Linked DNA regions of Capra hircus: regions 1 and 3 are each linked to region 2. The links are chromatin contacts, called in public Hi-C maps. All regions are on one chromosome and are shown on one strand. Each heading gives the region's core, a stretch centred on a gene start, on an enhancer-like site or on the middle of the called end of the contact. The rest is flanking DNA. Distances are from core to core; before and after follow the strand shown. Region 1 holds the start of RBM38 (RNA-binding protein 38). Region 2 has its middle 30 kb from the start of CTCFL. Region 3 overlaps RAE1 (mRNA export factor).

The links. Hi-C and Micro-C count contacts between places; a contact is called where the count stands out from the background.
Region 1: a contact with region 2 is called in a Hi-C map of blood, with 3 times the contacts expected there. The contact joins the promoter of RBM38 here to the enhancer-like site in region 2. A contact is called at or near these places in 3 of 5 Hi-C or Micro-C datasets (all in blood).
Region 3: a Hi-C map of liver shows a contact between it and region 2, with 4 times the contacts expected there. The contact joins two enhancer-like sites. A contact is called at or near these places in 2 of 5 Hi-C or Micro-C datasets (blood and liver).

The regions. Positions count from the first base shown.
Region 1 is chr13:58,064,449-58,067,148 of ARS1.2, forward strand. It overlaps RBM38 (RNA-binding protein 38), which reads right to left and starts at 1,426. Exons shown (of 4, transcript XM_018057629.1): 1 at 995-1,426; 2 at 112-235. The coding sequence starts at 1,231.
Region 2 is chr13:57,979,130-57,982,086 of ARS1.2, forward strand. No RefSeq gene overlaps it. Among named protein-coding and RNA genes, the nearest start is that of CTCFL, 30 kb to the left of the region's middle. Within about 2 kb of position 1,467, at least 3 of the 5 cell types and tissues checked have an H3K27ac peak or open chromatin away from gene starts, as enhancers often do.
Region 3 is chr13:58,081,764-58,084,645 of ARS1.2, forward strand. RAE1 (mRNA export factor) reads right to left here. Exons shown (of 12, transcript XM_005688315.3): 9 at 2,405-2,511; 10 at 2,245-2,320; 11 at 1,472-1,666. Among named protein-coding and RNA genes, the nearest start is that of RAE1, 14 kb to the right of the region's middle. Within about 2 kb of position 1,343, at least 1 of the 5 cell types and tissues checked has an H3K27ac peak or open chromatin away from gene starts, as enhancers often do.

The sequences.
Region 1 (2,700 bases), core at 176-2,675, 85 kb after region 2:
CAACTGCTACTCCTGGAGCAGAGCAGGGTGAGGGGGGGGCCGCCTCTTCCACCCGGCAGATACCAAGGCTGAATATAGCAACCAGAAGCACAGGAAAGCAGGGACTCTCACCCGTCTGGAGGCTGCGCGGCTTGGCACCCAGATAGGCCAAGTTCACGTTCGCCTTGCGACCATCGATGTTGGGGTTAGGGTCTTTGCAAGCCCTCTCTGCGGCTGCCCGGTCGGCCATGGTCACCTGGAGGAGCACAGAGGCATCAGGGGCTTCCCCAGAAGGTGGGGGAAGCAGAGAGTGGGCTCTAGAGCCCAGGCACCCCGGCATTCACTTCTCCTGACTCCAGGTGCCCGCTACCCAAGGCATCCGCCCAGCCCCCGTCCAGCCTAGGGCCCCCACCCCAAAGCTGCCCTTGGACCCCAGCTCCTCCCTCCGAGTTCAAGCGCTAAGAAACGCGGCCTTGAAGGGCAAAAACAATCCCCTGGGACGACAGCGAAACCCGAAGGGAGGGAGGGGTCCTGGCCTGGCCTACCCGGCCCGTGGGGACCACCAGTTTCCTCACGGGAGGGGTTTGGGGACACCCTAGTTAGAAAAGGAGTAAGAGAAGTGTCTTCAGGCCGACTCTGACTTAGGTTGTTTGGGGTGTCTGTGGGAGTTGCTGGAAAATAAAACACGGGTTGCTCAAAGGCTCCTAGGTGCCCCAGGGTGAAGCCCTGTTCCTCGCTCGCTTGTTGCTCCAGGAAGTGCCGAAAAGTAGCCGGCCGTCCCCAAAACCTCTCCACAAACTTAGAAGAGTCCTAATTGAACAGAGCGGCTCTCCCTTTTAAAGCCGGCGTGGCGTGGGGGCAGGGAGACGGGGTCAGGACCGGCTGCAGCCCGAGAACGGTCAGCAGGTGCCGAGCCGGCGGGAGGCGCCCGGGGCTGGCGTGCGCCCGCCGCTTGACTCAGCGCCCCGGCCGCGATAAGTGCGGGGCGGGAGCGTCCGGCCGCGGGGCCACTTACGAAGCCGTATCCGCGAGACTTGCCCGTCTGGCGGTCGGTGATGACCACGGCCTCCTCGATGTCCCCGAAGCCCTCGAAGTACTTCCTGAGCGAGGCGTCGGTGGTATGGTAGGGCAGGCCGCCCACGAAAATCTTGGTGAACGTGGTGTCCTTCTGCGAGCCGTGCATGGCGCCGTGGGCGGCCGGGGGCCGCGAGAAGCCCGCGCTCGGGGCGCACGGCGCGGGCTGCAGCAGCATGGGGGGCGCCCCGCCGCCTACGGACCCGGGCCGCGTGGGGCTGCGCTCATTGAGGGCGGTGGGGGGGCGAGCGGGGCAGCAGGGGCGCCGGTCTAGCCGCCAGGCCCGTCCACGCGCGGGCCGCTCCCGCCGTGCGCGCCTCACTGCGCTGCGCTGCGCTCCAGCCGGCGTTGCGGGCACCCTGCGCCTCAGCGCCTGCCCCGCGGGCTTTGTAGTCGGCCCCGCCCCGGCCCCGCCCCCGGCCCGCCCAGGCCCCTCCCTATAAAGCCGGCCCCGCCCCCAGCCTCAGCCCCGCCCCGCCCCGGGCGCGCGAGGAGCGCCGGGAAGCGTAGTCCAGGTCCCGCCCCACCGCGCCCCACGTGCGGTGGGGAAGCACTTGGAGCAGGGCGCGCACTTGCGGAGGGAAAACATCCGGGTTTTCTAGGGCACCTGTTCCGTGCTCGCTGGGTTCTGGGCCCCTCTCCTCGTATAGATCACAATCTAGCGAACCAGATGTACACGATTCAGATCGTGTTTAGTGAGTCGACGTTTCTCCCAGTGCTGCCTCCAGTACAACAACGTATTGAAGGTGAAATGAGTTTTGTCTTTATGCACAGGTGCTAAGTAGTTTCAGTAGTGTCCCACTCTTTGTGACCGCCACGGACTATACCCTGCCAGGTTCCTCTGTCCTTGGAATTCTATAGGCAAGAATACTGGAGTGGGTTGCCATGCCCTCCTCCAGGAGATCTTTTCAATCCACAGACTGTACCCTCATCTCTTATGTCTTCTGCACCGGCAGGCAGGTTCTTTACCACTAGAGCCACCTGGGAAGCCCCGTTTGTTGAGAATGTATGTGTGTATGCGTGCATGCGTGTGTGTGTGTCTGTGGTCTATATACATGAATATAATTAGTTCGAGGAATTTTAGAGTGTGGGTGTGTGATCTATATACACGAATATAATTCATTCAAGGAATATTTATTAGGGTGTGGGGGATGCAGAAATGCACAGAACACACTCTAGCCCCACCAAGCCGCTATGAACAAGACAAATAAACGGGTTCAGTTCAGTTGCTCAGTCGTGTCCGACTCTTTGCAACCCCATCGACTGCAGCATGCCGGGCTTCCCTGTCCATCACCAACTCCCGGAACTTGCTCAAACTCATGTCCATTGAGTCGGTGATGCCATCCAACCATCTCATCCTGTGTCGTCCCCTTTTCCTCCTGCCTTTGCTCTTTCCCAGCATCAGTCTTTTCCAATGAGTCAGTTCTTTGCATCAGATAGCCAAAGTATTGGAGTTTCAGCTTCAGCATCAGTCCTCCCAAGGAATATTCAGGACTGATTTCCTTCAGGCTTGACTGGTTGGATCTCCTTGCAGCCCAAGGGACTCTCAAGAGTCTTCTCCAACACCACAGTTCAAAAGCATCAATTCTTTGGCACTCAGCTTTCTTTATAGTCCCAACTCTCTCCCATCCATATGTGACTTACTGG
Region 2 (2,957 bases), core at 217-2,716:
CGTTCATTGAAAAGGCTTAGGACCTTTGGCTTCTCAAACCAACTGTTCCTACATTTCCCCATCTTTATTTGCACTTTATTTTTAATGGAGTGTAACAGATAAAACAGATCTTAAGAGGCAGCCTCGTTCCGGGTGTGACTTAGGTAGCTTTTCTATCATTTCCAAGGCATGGCTATGATTATAAGCCTTGTTTCCATAAATCATTGTCTTTTATAGTAAGCGCAATTCAGGATGTCAAAAGACACATGTGCTTGTTTTTCTGAGCAGTTGCAGATTAAGTGCTGTGCGGGATGCTCACCGTGCTTGCTGAGACAAAAAATCCAGTAAAGGAAAAAAAAAACTCTTTATTGAGCCCCAGTGGCTAGGAGCCAGTCACAGGAGACGAGATAGGGTGGCTGCAAATAGCTGTCATGGTAGAATACTGCCCTGCGTAGCAGCCAAATGGTTGAGCTGCAACGTGATGTCATTTCCTGTTAATGAAGGGTGACAGTTTGTAGACGAGTCCAGAGGTCACTGATTAAAAGACTCATCCTCATAATTATTATAATTACATCCCAGTGCCTGAACTACCAACATCAGAAAGGTAATAACAGAAAACAGGGCATTAGACAATGAATTGCTCTAAGTCCATCAGCTTCGATCACTAATTCGATGGGAAAAGCTGTGTTTAACCTTTTCTGAGGGTAGTCCTTTCACTTAATGACCATCTGAAATCTAAACTTGAATCTGTTTGTAGCGAGAAGCCCGTCTAGTATTTCAAAGCATGAGAACCGCTTCACCCTAAAAATGAGAGTAGCCGGTTGATGGCATTGGAATCATCGGTGAACGCTGACAAAACAATTCTAAATGGGATTCTAGGATTTTTCTACGACATAAGAGTATTTTGTCAGTTAAAGAATTTGCCTTAAGCGGAAAAAAATAAAAACCTTTCATGACACAAGCATGCCTGAGTTTGCTGCTGGTTGTAGCAAGATTTAAATACAGCTGCCCCAGGCATCAAAAATCAATTTTAAATGGAATACAGGAACAGTTAGGCTTTTTCCATCCTGGCCGCGGAGTGCTGTTATCAAGCCTGTTGCCAACTCCCTAAATAAAGAAGCTAATATTTGAAAGTAGGAGTCTTTCGGAGAAGCGGAAGTTGAGTTTTATTAGCAGACATGCCCAACTTAGCAGTGAAATCTCTGGAATGATTTTAACCGGGAAGAGCCCTGGAGGCCAAAATGTCACCTGGTGTGATGGTCTCCCTAGAAGTGGCCACAGTTGCTGGCACTCTTTTTTCAACTTTGTGTGCCTGGATTTTAGGATGTAATCCAGAAGCTGTTCATAATATCGTGAACCCAATTGAATTCCCTCGGAAGCCCCAGCACAAAATGAAAGTCCTGTTTTCAGGGCTTGGGAAGAGCAGACGCGGTCACGAGCAGCAGGGGGAGCCCGGCGCTTCTGCTGGAAGAGCCGAGGGGTGGAGAGGGGGGTGTTCTCGGGAACAGGCGGAGTGGCCAGAGCTGCAGGCACGCAGTGAGGACGGCTGGACGGTCCCGCCTGGACCGGAGCCTGTGTCTGCAGGCGACACCCCAGTTCTCTGGAGGTGCTTCTGCTCAGCGGGCAGCCTGTCTGTGCAGAGGGCCTGGGTCCCGCTCGGAACAGCGTCACCTGTCACTTGGGGGGGTGTGCTTCTCGCTGCTCTGGTCACCTGGTCCCCCACTGGCCAGCATGGGTCCCCTCCTCGAGTGCCACCGCACAACACACTTGTCACTTGATCCTGTCCTGGGGGCGGGGGTGGAGTCCCTGCTCCTTCAAGGCCCTCAGCCACAGAGTTCAGAAATCTCTCTGGGCACTGGGACTGTCCAGGGGCTTGCGAAAATCACAGACTCCCGGACGGGACACCCCAGCACACGAAGTGAACGGCTCTGAGTGACACCCGAGAACTGGCATTTTCCACTGGCAGTGCTGTGGCTGAGCCAGCTCGGCATCATCTGCCCTCCAGGCTGCGCTGCTTCCGTGCTTTCACCGATGTTGGAAAAACTGAAGATGCTTTCAGTACCAGGATCTGAGGGATTTGCTCTGTATGGTTCTACCCCACAAAGGGCACCTCGGCAGCCCTCTGGTGGCCTGGCAACGGCTTTTGCCCTCCTGGGAACGGAAGGAGACAGAGCTCTGGAAGCAACAGGTGACCTGGGTTCTGGAGTCTGCTGGGCCTCCTCCGTGGTTCGGCACTGAGGTCCCACACTCAGGTGGCCTGGGACATCTGTTTCGTGGTGGCAGAGCATAAGAAGAGGGAGACAGCAATAAGATTCAGGGTCTGCCAACCGCACAGCAGTTTCTACCAGGCTGACGGTAGACATGCCATGTAGAGAATGGACATTTGAAAATGCATTGGTCCGACTGCATTTGCCCTGTGTCGGGATAATAACACAGACCCATTTCAGAATAAGAAGAGCTGGATCTTCTTAAAAATTATCCCTACCCTGTATTGCAACAGGATGTATAACATCAGGATGGATGGATGGGTGGGTAGGAACAGATAGATACTTGCTCACATTCTTTTAAAATTTTGATGTTAAACAATTTCTTGAAGGGACCTCCATGGTGGTCCAGTGGTTAAGACTCTGCACTTCCACTGGAGGGACATGGGTTCTATCTCTCGTCAGGGATCTAAGATGCCACACGCTTCATGGTACAGCAAAAATAAATAAATAAGGAAAAATAAACTTAAGTACGCATCTTTAAAAAAAAACAAAATTTCATGAAGAATCAGAAATTAGTCATGGAAATATGGAGCCTTCAAACATTGGCCAAATGGAAATTAGTTTACTAATCACAACTTTTTATCTACATGATATGGATAGTAGAATTCTCAGTGCTATTTTCCAACACTACATTTTTTTACATATTTTTTTTGTTTTTGAGGTACCACTTACAAATAGTAAAAGTTCCCCTTTTAAGTGCACAATTCTGAG
Region 3 (2,882 bases), core at 93-2,592, 100 kb after region 2:
GTATACTTTTTACATATGTTATGTGCAATTTACTGCATTTCCATTACAACCCAGCGAAGTTGCTTAAAAGGGGGCGGGGGCGGGGGAGGGGCAGCTGCACAGCTCACAGAAGCAAAGGCTCAGAGAGGCTGAGCCTCCCACAGGCCAGAGCAGGCAGAACAGGTCAACAGTGTGCCGAGCGGGCAAGATGTACCACACAGGTGAAGTGGATGCAGCTCAGTGACTGCCCAGCTCTTCTGAGAGAAAGAGGCAGAATCAAAGGCGATTCCAAGACTTCTGCCCCACTGACCAGGTGGTGTTTAAGGAAAGAGGAACATAGGAGAAGCAGCAAGCCTGGAGGATAAAAGGAGACAGGTCGGAAAATCCACCCGATTTTTATGTCCTAAGCTAAGGTGCTCAGGGGGTACCCAGGTGCAGACACCCCACTGGGATGGGGACACAGGGAGAACTGGGGCACAAGGTCAGGAGGCAGGTTGGACACAAGAGCCACTAGCTTATGCTGGAGGTGCTTCATGAATGCAGATGCGCCTTGAGGAACCTGCAGGAGAACTCTAGAAAAAGGCCTGCGTGCAAGAGTTGGGAAGATGAGCAGAAGCCACCAGAGAGGGCGAGCAGTCAGGAGTAGGAATACAACAGAAATGTCAAGAGGCCAGGGAGAAGGCTTTGTGAATGGAAGAGGAAGGGGTGGCCCACGGTGCCCAACACAGACAAGAAGCAGCTTCTGGACTGGACGAGGACAAAGGCAGTGAGATCCCAACTACAGCTCCAGGAAACAGGAAGAGACAGAGGCGGGGAAACAAGAGGGCAGGTGGTTACCTCTCTGGGCGAGTTTATCAGGAAGGAGACACTGGGATTCTTAACGCTTGTTTCAGAACAGCTAAAGTGTGTGCTTACAGACCGCAGAATGAGACAGGGGACAGGAAGAGAAGATGGAATAACAAGAGGCAGAGAAGAATGGAGTTAAGTGTGTTGGGGATGGGAGGGGAGAGGGGCAGGACGAGTGAAGACAGACACGTGTGGAGGTGAGACTGTGGCTGAAACCTGAGTGCGAGGGTCAGTTCTTTTACCACGGCACTGGGATGACTCAAACACAACCAGGACCCCATCAGTCTGTAACTTCCCTCCCCAAACAGCTAACAAACAAAAAGCCTATGCCTCTGGTGAAGGCTGGGTGCCTTGCCGAGCCCTCGTCACTCTCACCCAACAACCCCCGACATCCCTGAATGACTCAGATGCCCCAGAGTGTCGGCTGCTGGGTTTACGCTGACCAAGCACCTCACGTGGGCATGTTCTCAGGCAAAGGCTGAGAGGGAGGCCCTGCTGCTTCCTGCTGCAGTGAGGTGATGGTGACAGGCCACGTGCAAGACACACAGCACGTGTGGAGAGGCCTCACGACTAAGCTCAGGCCTCCCGTACTCCAGAGCTTGGCTCTGCTGCCGGACGGTGCCAGTGCAGGCCTGGGGATTCTCACCTTTGACCAGTCGTAGCTGGAAGCATATGCAAATATGTTTCCATTGTGATTGAAGCAGCAGGCTGATATCGGCTGATCTAACTGTTCTGAAGTCTTTAGTTTTGTTCTGGCATCTTTGTCCCAAAAGCTGAATCTACCATCAGATCCCACAGTGGCAAGGGTGCCATGGACAGGATGGAACGCAATTCCGTTAACCTACAAAAGATGGATACATACAATGAGGAGCAGAGAAAGGAGGAAAAACCGGGTTTTTGACAACGCAGACTTCTTGGTTCAATGAGAACATAAAATGAACAACCATAATTTCATTAGAGCTGATGGCCTGCTGATCACATCAGAAACCAGCCCCGCTTCCTGAACCAACTGATAGCCCAGGACTGAATCTTGTCTCTCATTAAAAACACAAGTCAGCAGAAGTTAATAAGTATGTAAGCTAGTGGCACCAAGAAGCAAACCTCAGGAAAATACCTTTTTCTTTTTCAGCAAATAGCAAATTTCTCAGTTTTAGCTAAGCGTACCAACTGTCTACCAGCACTCACACAGGTGGAAGTTGCTCCCTAAAACTCCTAAGCTTGCATTTCAGAAACAGAGAATGAAGAGAGTCAACATGTTCATAAAAACAGAAAACCGAAACCTCCCACGTAAGCCATTTATCCCTGCACATGAATACACACAATGACAGTGATCTTTTCTGATCCCATAATGACTCAGCTATCCACCGCCAACTCTAGTTTCTAGACACATTCTCAGGATTAACATTTCTAAAAACGCACCGCATAGATGTCCTGAGGAGCAGAAGTGTTGGTCCCATTAGATCGATGACACTTAAAGGTGAAGTTATCCTTGGCACTGAAAAACAAAGGCCCAACTTAGCTTTCCTTCAAAACAAAATGTCTCACACGAACATCTGCAAGCTGGCCAGGCCTCACTTACGGATTTGGGGGGTTGATGTAGTGGATAGCAACTCTCCCCTCGATGCTTCCCAGGGCAAAACCTGTCGGCTTGTTCTGTTTGTCTTTAAAAATAGCCACACATCGATGCTATAGTTGGGGAGAAAAAGTATATCATCATCATGTAAAGCATAACATCCCATAAATAACGTAAACGACTTTTACTCCATTTTTGGGTTTTGAAAGAACCAGAAACATATTTCTCAAACACAATAAAGATGTCTCCATTCCTCCAGCAGGCATTATTTTTTTATTTAGCCACATGATTTCATGAATAAACCGCAGACCACATGCCTCCGTCCAGGTGCTGCCGCTCCTTTGCCACGCTGCAGGCCTCGCTGTCACTGCAGCAGGGCGTGCGCCCCCCAGCCCCACCAGCTCCTATTCTGGCACTGACCCCCTGGGGGGTTGGGAGGACACGCCACTTTGATGTGCAGCATACCACTGACTAAGCGAGTGCC